Regions from separate parts of the Anser cygnoides genome. Here region 2 is linked to region 1. The links are chromatin contacts, called in public Hi-C maps. All regions are on one chromosome and are shown on one strand. The core of a region is the stretch at or near the end of the contact, and the rest is flanking DNA. Distances in the headings are between cores, read along the strand shown. Region 1 overlaps PEPD (peptidase D). Region 2 holds the start of CEBPA (CCAAT enhancer binding protein alpha).

Region 1 (2,700 bases), core at 52-2,551:
GAAAGTGCTGCTGATAATTATTAATGTGCTGTAATATCTGAAGCAAAAAAAAATTATTCTCAGGCATAAAATATTAATAACAGAAGTTGAAGATTTCATACCAATTCTCCTGAAGAACAAATGCTTTCAGGGCATGTTATAACCAGTACTTGATATTTGAAAGTCCTACTGAATGACACTGCAGTATTTTTTTTCCCCTTGCAGCTAAGAATGTGTTATTGTGTTAAAGACAGATTGGAAAATAAATCTTGTCAATCTATGCTATAAAAAAATATTTGTAATCTGCTCTCTATCTTTTCTATTCAGTGGAGTTTGCTGTGTTTTTCTAGCTAGCATTAAGGTTCATAAATAAGTTTACCTTTGACTACTGGCTTTCTGAGTTTGACCCAAAAAGGTAATGTAGCTTTCTGTGGTAAATTAATTCAGTTATTGTCAGTATAAATGCCTAAAGCATCAGTTGCCACCTAAGAAATAAAAGTTGAAGGAAGTAAAGGATGCACAAACAGTGCTGACAGTCAAGTAGCAATCCTTGATCCTTGCAAGATACTATTACATAAATATGGTGTCATTGCTTAGCAGAGAGCTCATTGTTAGACATGTAACCTACCCTTGCCCAGAATAGCATTAACCTACAGCAGGGGGTGAAAGAAAAAGGCTTTTTTTTTCTGTCAAATTCAGCAGATCCTCCAGTCCCTCTGTGCAAGCAACGATCTGTTGAAATGCAAGATTTCAGACTGCGAGTCTCACTGCAAACCACCTGGGAGCCGTTCTTTGCTGTTTGTGACTAATACACAGGAGCTGACCCATGCATACAGTGACCACTGCAACATTAGTAAGACAAAAATAACACTGAGTTATTTCCAAGTGTATAAAACCAAGCACTTCCAGACAGTTGGGCCCTTCTGCCCTGAAGTCACCCTGGTGTGCAGCTCTCTGACCAGTCCTGGGGGCAGTTTCTCCATGAGACAGGGGCCAACTTGCAGCTTTCCAGCTATGCTGTGCACATGGATTTTTCCACTACTTTCAGTGGTTCTTCAAAAATGCTACTTGTACAAAGCAAAGAGAAGTCTTAGAGCCTGCATTGGTGGCAGTTTTCTAGCCTCTCTCAAGTGAATAATGTTTTAAGACTGCTTAAAAAAATAAATCCTGTTGTCTTAATTTTGTAACAGGTACACGTTACAACTGTAACGTTGTACAGTCCTGATTTTAGCAGTGGCTTTGGGGGAATAACCTGTTACATGGTCTGACATGCACTGATTTTCTTCCAGTGCAGGATTCAGGAAATGTACGTTACACGTTGTAATTTGAGTTGGAGTACAAAGTTCGTGAGTCTTTCGATCTTGACACTATATCAGCTGTAGCTGTCAGAGTGCAAACCTGCTAGACAGATTATTCTGTTTGCCCTGAATCTTATCTAAACAGAGTCTTTTCTAAGCTTCAAAGATTGATAAGTTTCCACACCACAATCACTCCCTCTGGGCACTTTCTGCCTTCCCCCAAGCCTTTTCCTCTTTTCAACATAAACCTATGTGGAAGAAGCATGCAGTGAAATTCGTAGTATCTGACAGTGCTGCTCAATCTGAATATTGCAGATTTCCAGACATGGAAAAAATCCTTCCACTTGCTCCACATCTGCGTCTGTTGAAATTGCTTTTCTTAAGATCTTGATGATCCCTGTGATGTGTTTTAGAGCATCATATGTAGACTTTATAGTGGGGAGGATGGGTTTTACCCCCTAAAACCGCTGTGATACTGATGCAGAAGAAATACCATGATACAACCCAGGAGTACAAGGCTATTCATTCAGCCTTTTGAAGGTGTGGTCGGTATTTTGGAGGTAGTGGGGCCGTCACTGTTTTCCTATAGCAGCTCCTGCTCCTGTCAGCCAGGTACATCTTACTGGGGGGTTGAGGGATGAGTTTTTTGTCTGATGCTGGCTGTGACTTGTACAGGCAATTATCTACACGTGGTATGAAGCTGAGAACAGCCTCACTGTTGTCCAGATGCTGTCAGTGCTTGAGTACAGACTTCTGGTTTCTTGCTCTTGGTTTCTATGCCCTGTGGCCCAGAGTTGCCTTACCTGGCTGGAAACCCAAGCAACTGTTTGCTCTCCGATCTAGTGTGCCAAAAGGAAAGCGTGAAAATCAGAAAGGCAACAAATTCTTCTCTAGCACCCAAGTGAAGAGGAAAGAAATAATCATTTCTATGATTTAAACAATGTTTTGGTTTGTTTTTTAAACTGGGTTTGATTAGAATTTTTAAGGACCTATTGTTTTGTCTGATATGGTTACTGCCTGTTGGCAGGTCTTAAGCTGTTCCAGTGGTTTGTTGGCTGGACAGGGATTGCATGTTGTGTCTGCATTTCAGTGGCACTGCCAGGGGACATCAGGCCTTTTGCCCTTGTCTGTGGACTCTCAGAAATACAATGTAGCTTAACCTTAGCACAATTTGGGGAGAAGTTCCTATAACCTTGCCATACTAATTTTTTTAGTAGGATTGTGACATCTGTGCTGGCAAAAAAAAAAAAACCCACCCTACAACAACAAAAAAAAACCCTGCTAAATCATTTGTGGTTTAATCATTGTCACATTACAACCACAAAGTGCCCTAAGTAGCGGCCAAAAAAATCCTGTTAGGCCTTTCCAGAGCACTTTCCGACCAAAGTAGCTAAATAGTACGCAGTAATTCCAAATTACTTTT
Region 2 (2,700 bases), core at 90-2,589, 53 kb after region 1:
TGCTTATGTGTTGAAATATAATTTCAGAAGATACTCACCATATGTAAAACGAATTTAGGATTTTAATTGTTTTCTATTGTTACTGAAAGGTACATTCTGTGGTCAGAAAGCCAGCTGACTGCTGCCTTCCTTCTGCTCATGAAACGGAGGTTCACATGTGTACTGTGTGATACAAAAAAACGGGTTCTTGGTACATTGTAATATTGTTTCCTGATTAAGATTTTGTCAATTACTGTTAGTTGCAAGGAATCTGTCAAACCCTTTCTGAGCAAGCAACTTGCTGTCACAAGTTTCTGGCTTATTAAGACACCCAGGACTAAGAAATACAGCATTTTTTTGCCAGCCACCGCTACGTTTGAATTCTCTGCAGATGTTCCTCTAGCAGTTGCCTACACCTGCTCCAGAAGCCTTGACACGTCCTTTCTCTCTGCCTCTTTCCAGGTGACCCGGACCACCAGAGCTAAGTGCCAGGGGGCTTCCCGACGCGAGGAGGTAGGCGAGGGAGCCCCGATACGCCTCGTCTGCGGGCTGCGGGATGGCGGCGAGAGGAAATCCCGGGCGTCCGCACCCCTGCCGAGCTGAGGCTGCACACCGGGCTCCTCGGAAGGCTGTGCCCAGGAGCAGGCAGGTCCGTGCGGCCCCGGAGGGAGGGTGGGCGGCCGGGAGCCGCGGGGCGCCGCAGCCCGCTGGAGCATCGCCTCCTCCCGGGCCACCTGGCTGCTGCCGCCCCGCCGCGCCCCGGGTTTATCCCGGGTGAGCGCCGGGAGCCGTGCCGCGCTGCGGGCAGGCTGCAATTACACGGACCTGCTCCATTCGCGCTGCGGGACCGGGAGCGGGGCACAGCCAAGCGTCCGCCCCGCATCGTGCCAGCCTGCGGGCAGGGGCAGCTGCCGGAGCGGCCCCAGCGGCACGGGCCGAGCCGTGCCGAGCCAAGCCGGGCAGCCCCCGCCGCCCCCCGTCCCTGCGCGCTCCCCGGCCGGGTCCTAGCGCCGCTCGGGGCCGGGATCCGCGGGTCCCCGCTTCTGCCGGGCCGGGCCGGGCCGGGCCGGGCCAGCCGCGCTCCGCAGGTGCGGCGGGATGGGGCGCTCCGGGCACAAAGCCCCTCGGCTAGAAAAGCGCCGTCGGTCCTGCGGCAAACCCGGCGGGGCTCCCCCGCGTCTCCCCCCGTCTGACCAAATATTTGCGAGCACTCGCGGGCGGTGCTGAACTTTGAGACTTTCTCCGCGGCGCCGCCGGTGGGAGGGCGCCGAGCGGCCCCGGGCACGCAGTGGGCGACGGCCCCGCTCCCCGCACCTCCCCGGGAGGCTTCGGGCAGCTCGGGGACCCCCCCCCCGAGAGCGCAGCCCAGCGCCGGGAGCCCGCCGAGCTCGGGGCGGCTGCCGGGGGCGGGCGGGCGGCTGTGCCCGGCCGGGGCGCTAAGACCCGGCTGCGCGGTGGTCAAAGGTTCCCGGCAGGAGGTGGACACTAGAGGGCGATCCCCGGCCCTGCTGCGGGGGTGTATATATACGGCTCACAGGACCCAGGCAAGCCACTAGCAACAGGGCAGGCAGGCAGCGAGCGGGGCTCGGCCGGGCTGGGGCGGGGGACGGGCTCCGGGCGCGCCGAGCCGCGCCGAGCTGAGTCGTGCCGAGTCGTGCCGAGCCGCGCCGTGCTGCTCGCCGCCGGGAAACCGCGGGGTGCCGCGGGCTTGGCAGAGCCGCCGCCGCCGCCCCGTCCGAAACCTGGATTGCAGGAGCCCTTCACCATGCCCGGCAGACTGTAGGTGCTTCATGGAGCAAGCCAACTTCTACGAGGTCGATTCCCGGCCCCCGATGAGCAGCGGCCAGCACCACCAGCTCCAGACTCCCCTGCCCGGCAGCGCCTACAGCTACAGAGAGGCTCCCTCGGCGGCGGCACCTGCTGCGGGCGGCGCGGAGCTCGGCGACATCTGCGAGAACGAGAACTCCATCGACATCAGCGCCTACATCGACCCCGCCGCCTTCAACGACGAGTTCCTGGCTGACCTCTTCCAGCACAGCAAGCAGCAGGAAAAAGCCAAGGCCATCCTGGCCGGGGATTTCGACTTCCACAGCATGCATGGGGCCGGCGCCGCCGCCTCGGCGCCGGGGCACCAGCAGCAGCACCACCAGCAGCCGCTCTTCGGCTGCATGGCCGGCTACATGGACGGCAAGCTCGACCCGCTCTACGAGCGCATCGCCGCGCCGGGCTTGCGGCCGCTGGTGATCAAGCAGGAGCCCCGCGAGGAGGAGGAGGTCAAGTCGGCGGCCCTGTCGGCCCTCTACCCCCACCACGCCGCGCAGCAGCACCCCTCCCACCTGCAGTACCAGATCGCCCACTGCGCCCAGACCACCATGCACCTCCAGCCCGGGCACCCCACGCCGCCCCCAACGCCCGTGCCCAGCCCGCACCACCCGCACCACCCGCACCCCCCGGGCGGCCTGCCCGCCGCCGGCGCGCTCAAGATGATGCCCGCGGACCACCGGAGCAAATCGAAAAAGACAGTGGACAAGAACAGCAACGAGTACCGGGTGCGCCGGGAGCGCAACAACATCGCGGTGCGCAAGAGCCGGGACAAGGCCAAGCAGCGCAACGTGGAGACGCAGCAGAAGGTGCTGGAGCTCACCACCGACAACGAGCGGCTGCGGAAGCGGGTGGAGCAGCTCACCCGGGAGCTGGAGACTCTGCGGGGCATCTTCAGGC

The links. A called contact is a pair of places that touch in the nucleus more often than the background predicts.
Region 2: a contact with region 1 is called in a Hi-C map of fetal liver, with 2.1 times the contacts expected there. The contact joins the promoter of CEBPA here to the enhancer-like site in region 1. A contact is called at or near these places in 3 of 7 Hi-C or Micro-C datasets (fetal liver and liver).

Annotation. Positions count from the first base shown.
Region 1 is chr12:10,825,915-10,828,614 of Taihu_goose_T2T_genome, forward strand. The region is part of intron 11 of PEPD (peptidase D); the gene reads left to right. Among named protein-coding and RNA genes, the nearest start is that of CEBPG, 37 kb to the right of the region's middle. Within about 2 kb of position 1,302, at least 1 of the 3 cell types and tissues checked has open chromatin away from gene starts, as enhancers often do. A contact at or near this core is called in fetal liver, where this site is marked.
Region 2 is chr12:10,878,947-10,881,646 of Taihu_goose_T2T_genome, forward strand. CEBPA (CCAAT enhancer binding protein alpha) reads left to right here and starts at 1,340. Exons shown (of 1, transcript XM_048068849.2): 1 at 1,340-2,700. The coding sequence starts at 1,770. LOC125183365 (a long non-coding RNA gene) reads left to right here. Exons shown (of 10, transcript XR_010834360.1): 4 at 442-628.